2 separate regions of the Columba livia genome follow, and region 1 is linked to region 2. The links are chromatin contacts, called in public Hi-C maps. All regions are on one chromosome and are shown on one strand. The core of a region is the stretch at or near the end of the contact, and the rest is flanking DNA. Distances in the headings are between cores, read along the strand shown. Region 1 overlaps MEGF10 (multiple EGF like domains 10). Region 2 holds the start of MEGF10 (multiple EGF like domains 10).

Evidence for each region. Hi-C and Micro-C count contacts between places; a contact is called where the count stands out from the background.
Region 1: a contact with region 2 is called in a Hi-C map of liver, with 1.9 times the contacts expected there. The contact joins the enhancer-like site here to the promoter of MEGF10 in region 2. A contact is called at or near these places in 2 of 2 Hi-C or Micro-C datasets (crop and liver).

The regions. Positions count from the first base shown.
Region 1 is chrZ:46,518,472-46,524,657 of bColLiv1.pat.W.v2, forward strand. MEGF10 (multiple EGF like domains 10) reads left to right here. Exons shown (of 25, transcript XM_065045696.1): 14 at 4,947-5,093. Among named protein-coding and RNA genes, the nearest start is that of PRRC1, 29 kb to the right of the region's middle. Within about 2 kb of position 3,075, at least 1 of the 3 cell types and tissues checked has an H3K27ac peak away from gene starts, as active enhancers do.
Region 2 is chrZ:46,435,376-46,442,045 of bColLiv1.pat.W.v2, forward strand. It overlaps MEGF10 (multiple EGF like domains 10), which reads left to right and starts at 2,622. Exons shown (of 25, transcript XM_065045696.1): 1 at 2,622-2,747.

The DNA of each region.
Region 1 (6,186 bases), core at 1,825-4,324, 84 kb after region 2:
GGGAGGACTGTCATCTGATACTTGCCTCACTGAAGCAAATAACCAGGTCCCTTGGGAAACACAAACTGGAATTCTCCCTTGCTTCTTAGCTTTTCATGTGTACACATTTTTTTCCCCTTTGACATAGAAGAAAAAAGGCATAAAAGAGTACTGTCATGGGTCTCCCTCACCTTAAGACCCAGAGAAGCAATCTGGTGCTGGAACGGTGTGCTGCTGGTGCCCTGGTGCACCCAAGCCAAGAACGTTTTGCAAGAACATGTGTTTCCCTCCACCTTGGCTGATTTCCCCTGGGCTCGTGAAGCACAAGGTCCCGTTGTGATTAAGTGTGCCACAAAATTAAATCATATGCGGGTACATGATAAATGGTGTATTTACTTTCCAAATTTAGTGAGATTAATTCTTCAGTAGGAGGAGGCTCGGCCTACCCTACATCTGGACTTAACTGTGTATTTATGTGGAAGCAATACCGCTCTTTTAGAAGAATGACTTTAAATCAATAGATTAAGCACATTTATTTTCTTCCTATCAAGAAGGTAAGAAAAGGAAAAGTAGTATTTTCTTGTGATTGCCTAAACCATGGTAGATGAAGAGCTCCACTGGAAAGGATGATAGCATGCAGCAACAGTATGGTCTTCAGGAAACTACCAAGGATATCTCAAAAGTGATTCTTCCACTCAGATTTGCAGATCCATATGTTTGCTTTCAAACACACAGCCCTGTGTTGACAAGCTTTTGTAGCTGGCTTCCTACCAAAACTCATGGGCACGAACTCTTTTGCTGCTACAGTGAAGAAGCAGCAGTTTGAACTTCTAGAGAAAAATCTTTGATCCTTTCATTAGCTTCTTAATTTGAGACACTTTTATTTAGTCTTCTGGCTATCTTTACGTAGGGAGCAAGGTGCTTCTCTTCCCTTAAAGACAAAGAAGGTCCTTCTAAATAGTGCCTCTGAAATTTTTCACCACTGCCATGTCCTGTTTCTCCCCTTTCTTTGGGCTGCTCATCCACTATTTGGCTGTGATGGAGGGGAGCAATTCTCACCATCAGAAGTCTCAGCTTCCTTGAACAGAAGTTGTCCAGTGTTTGTTTCTCTCAAAAATGAAGGGTGAGGTCTTGGACCATAATGGAAATATTTCATTAGCTTTAACGAAACCATGATTTCTCCAGGTTTTGAGGTCTCGATTCTTCTCTTGTTTAGGCTGTTGCATATTCAGTTTAGTTCTGACATATGGGAAGTACACCTGTATACAAATAGGTAAATAGGTTTTAATTCTGAGACACTATACTGGGAAGTCCCACATGTTGTGAAAATAAATTTTATAGCAAATACATGTTTTGTGGGGGAAAAAAAAAAAAAAAGGTAGAAAATTATTTCTGAAGCTCAGATAACTTTTTATCAGACTAATGAAAACACAAAAATCTGCAAAATAGTACTTGGTCCAATAATAAATTTGCCCAGGAAGATCGTAAGAAATAATTGTTAGATTTTTTTCCCCTTTGAGTACTGAAACAAATTAGCTCTTCGTTCATCAAACTTGGATGATTCATTGAGTCTCAGCTTAAAAATGTAGCATAGGGAGTATGTAAACACTCTGCTAGGATGGGCAGAAACACTGGTATCCCTAAAGAATTATTTACTTCATTCATGCAATTACAAATGCTGGGGGAACGCTGATTTAGATGTGAGGCCCCCAGCATAAAGCACTGGGCATTAAATGCATGAGCATTTCTTCAGAGCAGCTTAGCTGAAGTTTATCATGACCATTCAGTGATTGCCTAGCAACTTGTGAAGCCCATCAAAGAGCCCTTTGTCCATAGCTCTGGCAAAAACATTTCCTTGCAGATATCCTTATCAGTATCAAAATCAACATGAAAACTTATCAAAAGCAATTTTATTGCATAAGAGATTAATTGGAGCAATCGTAAGAAGAACACTGTTGATACCATTGTTGTAAAAGCTGAGTCTAATCTTGCTTTGTAAGTTCTAGTAAAAAAATGTTTTTTTCCTCACTGATTTCTAGCTTTTCTGTAAAAGCATGGCTTTCTTTGCTGAAAGTTCATATAAAGGATCAGAGTCTGGAAAACTAGTTCTCTTTTTTTTAATACATTAAATATTTCTAACATATTCTTTCTCAAAAATAGACATATTTGATTCTTACAGGTAAAGATGTGAAACTCAGTTACTTATTTTAAGCACCTTGTGAACTTATCTAAACAGTGGGTGAATGAAATTTAAAACTATTTTTTTAAGTAAAGACACAATAAATCACTAAATGAATTAGTGTTTATCCTTTGCTACGTTCATTCTTGACATTCACACACGGGAGTGAAATTAATTTTGCTTATGATCAATAGTGAATATAATAAAATTCCTTTTATAGTGCAACAGGAGTCATATTAGGCACTCTTTCAGTATTTTATACTGCCATAATTATTACTCAGTGATATTTGGGATACACTCTTTGTTAAATAGGGGGATATAATGCTTTACCTGACCACCTCCTCATAAGGCCTGAAAGTGGGAAACGAAAGGTAATTTTTTCAGTTTCCCCAATGGATAATTTTCTCTGATATGTACTGGAGGAACTCTTTCCTTTTTCATTTCTTAATGGTAGTTGTGGGCTCTCTCAAGTATCGTGGCTCTGTGTAGCATAGGGCCCTTTGTCTTTTCTATCCCAGTGTGCCCAGTATCACCCTTTGACACCATGCTGTCATAAAGCATCCTCTGTGCACAGATCAAGACGATATAATTGAGCCTAGTGTTGTTGCATGTCACTGGTCTACATAATCTCAGATAATGCACTATGGTAACTCTTGGCAACGGCTGACTTGTTAATAGTGACTGTTGTACACTGAACACCACGGAAACCCATCAAAATTCCGTGAAAAATGTCTTTTCTCTAGCAGAGTTCACTGAGTGAAGCTCTGTGTGATATCACAGATAACAGTCAGGCAAACAGAATGCCAAACTCAATCCTGAAATCCTCTGTGTGTGTCTGCTTGTGCTTTCACAGATTTAAAAACTTGAATTCTCAAATTTGAGAATGTAAAGCAGAGCAATCTTATGCATCTGAAATAAGTGGTCTTGTTTCTAAAAAAAAAAGCCATGATCTCATCCTGCTTATGTGCATCTCTCAGAATCAAACCAGTCTCTTTTATCTATTTATCTACAAATAGAAAGTAAGTGAAAAAGGTGACCCCAGCTACTGAGAAGCAAGTCTACACTGTCTCTCAAATGTAGATGAAGATAGGAGAATGATATTGCCTATGCAGGAAAAGATGAAAAAGTAATCATACAAGAAGTCTTTAATTTTCTGACGACAAGTTTGGTTTAGATCAGTATTAACCAATGATCATTGTACATTTAGGGCTTTTAGGTGGCCTGGGTACTGTCTTGCTGCTGGTTAGCATCTGATTCTAAAAAGCAAGTGTTTTTTCTCTTGCTGGTGTTAGCTTGTGCAATCTGTTGAACCACGTATTTGATTATTCAATCTGTTGATTGTCTTGCAGAGAAACAAACAATTTGAGAGTCTGGAGTTTCACCTTTCCTCTAAATAGAGAGTTAGTTTTTGGATATAGGCAGCTTTACAAGGTACATGCTGTAGGTGTTGAAGAATCACCTCTGCATCTGGTCTGTCAGTGAACAGTGTAATTATTTTTTAGTAATGTTCTGAACAGTAGGTTTTGCTCTTCAAAATTCAAAGATTTTTTTCTTGTCACATGTGAAACTGTTCTACTTTTTTAGGACTTTGGCAGCCAGTGAGCCTGTGGCATATTTTGCTGGAAATACTTACAAAGCAAGACATGCTTGTGGCTGCATTCAGTCCACTTTTCCCTTAGCGAAGAGCTTCATTCAGTAGAGGCACTACAATAATACTTAATTGTTAATGCAAAGTACTGTAGACACAATATGGTCTGAGTTCCACAGTGGTGCCTGCTGGCATTTAACATGCAGCGTGCTTTTTAAAAGCAGATAGTAGAAAAAACAAACAGGAAAGTTATACTGAATGTTGCTGCATTGCAAAGAGAAAAACTATCCCATGACTTGATTATTATAATTAGTGATTTCTATTATGGTTTAAGTATAGGGGTTCAGGTTGTGGCTGTTTTGTAATAAATTTTGTGACAAAAATGGTTAGACAAAGCACTGACTGACCAGCATCCTTAACACTGTTGCAGCTAAGCATTTTGGAATGTTCACATGGTGTGTTTGGAAACCCTTTGTGTGCACTACATTTTTCCATTTGGTAGAGGCTTACCAGTAATCAGCTCACCACTAATTAGAAATCATTCTGTGTCCTGCACCCCATTATTACAGAAAATTATGTCAGACCTTAAGAATTTTTACTTTCAGAAGGAAAAGTTTCTGCAATACCTTTTGTCTTGCATTTCCCTAACATAAAATTTGAAAATAAACTTTTGCTGGTTTGAAACAGCCATTATGGAGGAAGCAAAAGCCATCATTTTGCTGCATTTGAATTGCTTTCCTCTTTAATATCTCCTTATTGATACCAGTGGTGAAAGTGAGAGGAATTAAAAAGCTTTTTAAATTTTTATGTGTATAAAGGTGTTGGAAAATTATGGAACTCTTTATATTGAAGAAGGGTTGATGTTTATCTTCGTAGATCTTAAAGTATTAGTGAGCAGGAAACCTGAAGGCATCATCCCATGGAGCACTTATGTTCCATGTGAATCTGCAGAAATGCAGAATCAGCCCTTATTTACAGCTCATCAAAACTAGAATATGAAAGAAATTTACTGTTCTAGGGGAAGGCAGGAGCAGAGATGCATGTTTACCTTGTTCTGTTTTCCTAATGTTAGTGCTACTTTCAAAACAGGTTTTATGATCTGCATTTTAAAAATGAGACCTCTGAGAACCAGAAGTTCAAACTAACTATGCATAAGAGGTTTTTACAAAGGCTGACAGTTTTGTTCATTTATGGTTGCAGGTATTCACTGTGACAGTGTGTGTGCAGAGGGACAGTGGGGTCCAAATTGCTCATTGTCTTGTTACTGTAAGAATGGAGCATCCTGCTCTCCAGATGATGGAATCTGTGAGTGTGCACCAGGATACAGAGGCACTACTTGTCAGAGAAGTAAGGACAAAATAAATACTTCAAAATTTCTCTTTCTCCCTCCTCTACTTGGAATACATATTATACAATACCATAATGCTTTATTAATTGCAGTATGAAGTACTGTGAAACACTCCTTGATTGTATATTGGGTCAAAATGCATGAGTATACTGAAACAAGTGTTATCTAAAATTAACAAATGTTTCTGATTAATAGTGCATTTTTTGTTATGGTAAAACTTTTCTTCACTGTCTGTACTGTGATGTTGTCATGCACATGACTTTCAAATAAACAAATTTAGCAGGGCATTCCATTCTCAAGGCAAGCATTTCCAAATGTGGTTGATGGATGTGAATTTTGTAATGATTACTAGAAGGCAGAGGGAGAACCAGAGGAAGATGAAGTCCTAACACTCCAGGAATGGCAAGATTTCGGGCTGAAGAATGCGATTGCCTGTGACACTATTAAATCCCACATTATTGTGGCATTAGTATTCCCATATAATTTCTAACTAGCTGCAGTAATTATTCTCACTATCTAATCTCTGAAGGCCTTGCAGTTAATCAGTTAATCCAAAGGCAGACTAAGTGTAATGCTACATGTAAAAGTGTTGCCTGTGTTTTGGAACTATGCCTGTGAACTGGACAAGAGGCTTCCAGTCCAGTGGCTCTCAGAGCCCCCCTCTGATGCGTGGCCTGAAGGCTGGGAAGACAAAGGTCATACAAACAATTTGGATCCCAGTCAGAAAGTGCCTTTTCAGTAAGCAGGAAGACCTTTTTGCGCTGTTTCACTTGGAAAAGTTAATCTCTCTAGAGAGATCTGCCCACATAACTTGTATCAAGTGTATAATTAAAAGACTGAATTTTGAATGAAATTAAAATATTGAAAAGATTCCAAGTTAGTTTTCATCAGTACTAATTGCTGCTGTGCAGCAGGTATTTCTCTCGATGCATTACCTAATATTCTAATCTATCAGGAAATAAATGCCAAATGGGATTAGAGCAACAAAGAAGGAGATTTAATTCAACAGCCTTTTTCCCACCCCAGCCTTTAGCATAAGAAGTGGACAACTCTGTATTTCTTGTCTCAGGTTCTCTTAAAGTTAGGTGATGT
Region 2 (6,670 bases), core at 1,372-3,871:
GCTTTTAATAAACATGCATATTTTATATAGCTCTTTTTCTCAGTAGATAGTGTTTAATACCTTTCCTCTTCTGGACTTACACTCTTCCTTTTGAAGCTTTACTTCTACCCAATGTCACTTAACGTGTGTTCATAACCTCTTGTGGGTGTACTTGAAGGCCTTGAGATGCTGATACGGTCGAAGACAATCTCTTCCTGTGATTTCTCCTCAGTGTCTAGAATTCAGATATTCCACACAATAATTTAAAAGCTTTCCTTGCTCAAAGAGAAACCAGATAAAAGACATCATAATACAATTAGTTTTTCTTAGGGAGTCAGAGAGTGAGACAGGCTCCTACTTATTGTAAAGTGTTACTTATGTAGGGAAATAATTGTGTAGGCAACTTAGGTAGCTTTCATCTCATGGCACTCATTGCGATCTAAAAGTTAAGATATCTAATCTAAGTCATGGTTAGGCAGGAGTAACAGACAAACATCTTTAGAGGCCACTTCATCCTGACATCACAGATGTCTTACCACAGTTAAGCTTAACTTGATGCTTAACTTTTAGTATAGTGTCTGATCATCTACAAATGCAACCCACCCACCCCCGAAAAAAAAAAGAAAAAAAAAGAAGGAATTTCTTGTTAAAGGTCATCCATTTAATTGGTAGAACATCTTTTATTTGCATAATTTGTTGCTAAGGTTGTTAATTTTCTACCTCCTATGTGTATTTCCATGACAAGTGTACTACATTGGAAGTTATATTCAAACGAGCACTTAGGACCACACTCTTGTAATGTAGTTCCTTATTCTTCCACAATTTCCCTTAAAGAAAATGAGACAATTCACAGAAGAATGTGGTTCTTGGTGCAAAAGAGGATGAAATACAAAAATATATTTTCTTAGTATTTCACATTTATATGCACACCTTATGGATGAACAAATGATTAAAAGAAACAGAGGAAGTTCTTGAAGTTGTAAAAGATATCAAAAAGGAATAATACACAATTGGCATAACTTAATCTGCTGTGTTAATTGGGGATCTGAGACTGAATATATCTTTCTGTCATCAAAACCAGAGGAACCGTGATGTGCAACTAAATTACAGAGTTACTGCTTTAGAAAAACTGTAGTGTTTTAAAACACTAAGAAGTCCTAAGGCACACACATTGAGAAGGGGCATACAAATATATTCTCCCATGAAGGATAAGGAAGTTAACCAAATTTATGCAACAAGCATACAATCGATACTGGTGATCTTCAGTTGGCTAGATTAACCTCTTGTGCAGACAATTACCATTTCATACTGGATTGTCTTAAAAAATCTGTCTGTGACTAGTATAGTTAACCTGAATCAGATCAGGTTTTTTTGTTGTTGTTGTTTAATTTATGTTTTTATTTTTTGTATTTGCGATTTCTTAGTGCTTTTTATCCATTCATGCTTAAGATCTGAGCAAAACTGCCATTAGTTCTAACAGGGTTAGATACAGCGGTCAATAATATACGTGACAAGAAAACTTGGGTTCTCGCACTTCCCCCCCGCCCCGTGCTAAATGGCAGATCGTGTATGCAGACAGCTGTTGCAGTGCCGTACTGTGAACTCCACGGAGTGTCGCGGCCCCGCCGCCCTGAGCGTCAGCAGGTGTCTCTGCTGCCCCGCGCGTCCGCGCTGCGCAGCCCCCGCCCGCCCGAACTGGGCGCTGCTTGCGCACCCCACCGTGCACTACCGCCCGCAGTAAAACCTGCTCCCTTTTCTGTGAAGAAAAAAAAAGATGCTTTAACGGCACAACAGCCTAGTACGCGAAGCGCAAAGCGCAAAATTCCATCTATAAACGAAGCACTACTTAACAGTTACGCAAGGCAGATTTCACGGTGCAGAATCTCCTTTGGTTGATTAGCTACTGTCTTCATTATTTTCATATTTAAAACATACTTTTTTTTTTTTTTTTTTAAATCGTGCAAAGTCTGTGTTAAACGCAGTGGGGAAGGATGGGATGACAGTTGTCAGTCTCTTTTGGCCTCTCTTTTGTTTAAAGACCCAAGTGAGTAGTGGTTGCTTAGTTTCACAAAACACTTTCCTTCCTGTGCTTCATACTGCAACTTCAGTCACGAAACAGGCTCACAGGTCTGAGTTACCTGAAATATTTTGGGAATAACAAGTATCTCCAACTAAATATGCAAAAATACATAGAAGTGGAAAACTAATGATGCTCTTCTTTATCAAGCTTTACGGGAGGGGAGTACATGACGTCTGTTTTCCTGTGGGTTTGGGTCTCCTGACGGAGCCGGGGACCAGCGCTCCTGAGACCTAAGGAGTTTCGACGATTATATTCCTCGGTTACCTACTGGGTGGATGTCCATCCTTCACGGGGCTGAACAAAATTACCTCTGTAGCTTTCGCTTTGCCTGCAAGTGACTGGAGGGAGGCTATTTTGGGGGGTGGGAAGATGGGGGAAACAGGGGGAAGGCAATATTCCCGACGGCGACCTCCCCAAGGGAAACACCAGTCCTAAAAACCTCTAAGTGGTTAAGTGCCTTGTCTGTCTCTCTGCCCGTCGTGGCTACGCGCCGCTAATCAGACTCCAATGCCCACCCCGGCAGCAGGGCCGGAGGCCGGGGCGGGGGGCGGGGGCGGGCCGGGCCGGGCGGAGGAGGGGCTGCGTCCCACCGGCCCCCCGGCACACACCGCCCCTCGCTCGGCGCAGCGGCGGCGGCACCCGGCGGCTCTTGGCGTCCCGGCGTCCGGGAAGGGTGCCAGCGGGACAGGTAGGCAGGGACCCGTCCCATCCCATCCCATCCCGTCCCGCCCCGCCCCGCAGGTGCGGCGCCGGGAAGCCGGGCGCTGGTGCGGCGGAGCAGCGCGGCGGCATTCCCGGTCGGGTGGCGGCATCCCGGGTCAGGCGGCCACCCGGGGAGGGCAAGGCGCTACTGCCCCCGGAGCGGAGATTGCCCTGGGCAAAGGTGTCCTGGGGGCACCGGTGGGGCGCCGACCCCGTTGGTCGGTCGCGCCGCTTTTGCAGCGCAGCCAGGCACCCGTGGCATATGCCACTACGCGTTGTCGCTGGTGGGTGACCGGGCTGGTGGGGCGGCTCTGGGACTCCGGGCAGGCTCCTCTCGCTCTCCCCAACTCGCATCGCCTTCGTCTCTCCCCGCCAGCGGTCCGAAGCCGGGACGAGTCAGTTCAGGCTCTCCGTAGAGCAGAAAATTTGAGCGAAAGGTTGTGTTTTGTTTTTATTTTTTTTTTTAAGGTTACCGTTCGTTTCAACGGAAAGCTTTCAGCAGTCCTAAACAGAGACTTGGACGAGGGTACATACTGAGATAGAGGGATGTTTGTGTATATATGTAAATAAGCATGACCTGCACGTGAAAATTCACATCTGTTTAATAACCTGACTTTGTTCCAGAATATGTCTTTCAGCAGAAGCTGCCTAGAGAAATTCTTAGTTGTGTGGTATCCTGTACAGATTTTCTATTTTGTGTTTTAGCCAAGAAGTAGGCTTGATCTGGAACTGTAGGCACAAATCAATTAGGAAAAATAAACAGCTGCTTTTCTTAGAATGAGGTGGGAATGCAGGGCTTTTTTGGTAATCTTACGTGTAACTTAAATATTGCTGCCAGTCTTTGAGTAATTAAATGTAGTCAAAGCAGACATATTTCCTGGAATCATATACAGCTCTGCAGATTTTCTCAAGTACCAACTTTTGATTATGAAGTGAGTTTAAAACCACAGTTTGTAACATGCTATTGGTACTGAAGATGTTTCATGGCATGCTTTCTCAGATTTGTAACTGAGCTTTGGCAGCAGCAGTTGGGACATCAGATTAACATAAAGACTCTGTTTAGAAAAAAGTGTTTTTATTCAGCAACTTTGAAGAACAGAAACCCCACCAAATCTGGAGAGTGTCACTTATTTCCCAGCAGATAAGCTACAGACCTATGCTGAAAAGTCTGAGATGCTTTGAGCAGCATGTCTGCTGTGAGACTGAAACTGAAAGCTGGCTTCAGGCTTCAGTTTCCTTGTCAACACCCCTAAATGGCAGTTGTGCCCAATAACACAATATTGGGTGGAAAGCATACACAATTAGGTATGTGCATTCCTCTTGAAGTGCAGAGGGGTGTGCAACTGTCTGAGCTGGAGACAGAATTTAGGAAAATAACAGCCTCGGTGGCCAAATTATCTGTATCAGTTGCTACTCAATGGCCTTGTAAACAAAATGTTATTAAGAATTTATTTTCTGTCTCAAGTCAGAAAAGCCAGCAGGGTGGGTGTGCTCTGGATTTTTAGTAAGCTTGACAAACAATGTAATATAGGCCCCAGTTTCTACTTGTTTGCTCATATAACTCATGCACCTGCACGGCATCAAAACATGGGACCTCATCTAGTGAAAGTTATTTGATTTTCTTACACAGACAACTGTAATCACCATGTAGCCACGTCATACAATTTAATTTAAATGTGTATTGCTCCCACAAGAGGTGTATCAGTTACATCATTTTAGTATTGATTGTTAATATGCTGTGAAGGTGGCATGACTTTGTTTGGCTTCTTAAGATGGTGGAGTTTTAAGTCTGGAGTGTTACAAGCCTCTGCTAGAAGACAAGCAGTTCACAGTGTTGGCAATGAGTTTCCTGTGTCTTGCTCATGGATTACAATCCATATCTTGCAAAAAAATTCTCAGCTGCCGTCTACTCAGTGACAGTAAACTGGTGCGAAGTAAACTGGAAATCACTTGTCAGACTTCCTCTGTTTTCAGTATCAGGTGGTCAAACCATCCAGAGTCTGCACTGGTCTCCAGGGCAGGGCTGTGCACACCAGTTTCAACTCTCCATGGACATCCCCAGTAGACAGAAACTGTACTGCTTTTCCCTCAACATCATGATGCTCTAGCCATTTGTATACCATAAATTTTACCATGTAGCTGCTCTAGCTAAAATACACGTAGCTAATGCCAACACTTTAAATGCGACTGGGGGGGTGTGGGCTTGTGTCCTCACAAGGCGGGCACCAGGAGGACCTGTCCCCTGGTTACAGTGTTAAATGAGCTTTTCCTGCCCAGCTGGTGAGTAGTTTGTCCAAGGGAACAGTTCTTCCCTGACTCTCATAATGACATTTTCTGCAATATGATGTGTTCTGCTGTATGGGTCACACACCTAGGGAAGCAAGTGCACTTCAACAAAAGTGGCTAACTCATCTACGCAAAGAATGTAGGAACCATGCATTAGCATACTTAATTTTGATTAACATCTAACAGAATTTGGAGTGGGCTTTTGACTGCAGCTGGTAAGGATTGCTTGAATTTATATTCAGATTACTTGGCAGGAGTTTTACACCGTGTCTCCACATCCCCTTTTCTTGCCTAGGCATTTTCACTTCTTCTCATTAAGGGAAGTAAGTGGCTTCTAAGGAGGGAAAAAATTAAACAGATTATTTGCATATGTGCTGCAATTTTAGGCAAAACAAAGATATATTGATTCTTCCATAGAGAATACCATAACATGGATCCAGTATATTCATTTTTTAAATGGAACACAGTGTATAGCAGTAAAAATCCACTATAAGCCTTTATTTATATACGAAGTGGAATGGTGTAGTGGAATTGCAGTCACAGTTCTTACATGCTTATTCCCATTAAACAGTGTCTTCCCTGATCAATTACGCCAGTGACTCTAGATTTCACTATAGAGTGGTTATGTTACCAACTCATTGTCAGCAATGGAATTTGACCCTGATTTTTAACATTAAGACATGAGTTTCCCAGTAACTGGTACTCATATTCCCCTTAGAAGATTTGAAATATACACTAGAATTGTTGTATCATGAACTTAGATATAACTGTGTTTTTTCATCTATGAGAAGAATCTGTGTCTTGATATGCCAAATGTTTTTCTGATTAAAAGAGTATGTATCATCTAAAGCCACCTGGGAGTATTCTGGGGATGGATTTGCTTTACTAGAATAGCTTTATTGATTGTGTCAGCATTCTTGTTAATTAACCTATTCAAACTGTCTAGTCTTTAATTGATGTTTTGCTTATGTAAGGATTTGTGCTTCATGCCTTTGGATGTACACATTAGGTTCACATTAAAACACAGACAGACAGCTCTTCATGTTTTATCTATGTTTTGTATCTGATTATCAGAAAAATTAGCCCATAGCCAGCAATGAAGTACTAATTCTGAGGCCTTTTGATGTGCAACACAATGAAAGAATATAGATTGGAAAGCAGCATAATTTTAACTTTGACACTGACTCGCTGTGTAATTTCAGGAATATTAATCTTTTTTTCCTGCTGCTGTAAAAGAATACCGTTTTAAGCCTACTAAATTATTTTTGTTGAACATACAGAGATGCAACTTGAATATAAAGACTTCATATCAATGTTTCTCATATTTAAAATGGTAACAGTAGCACTAACAACCATAGGTTGTATGGCTCTAGTGTCCTACAAGTCACAGTACCTGTACAACAGCACAGAAACAACAGCAAAAGTGATCTTACCTTTTATGATCTAAAATTTAAAACAAAAGACAATACAAAATATGGAGGAACAATGGAATAATGAAATTGGCTGTCAAGCCACAGTCATATTATTAATAAAAATATGTAAATTAAAATGTTTAAAGGGATTTAATGATAAGGGTTTTTTTTCTGGTGCAAGTCTACAAGTAGGAGACGGTGTAGAACTACT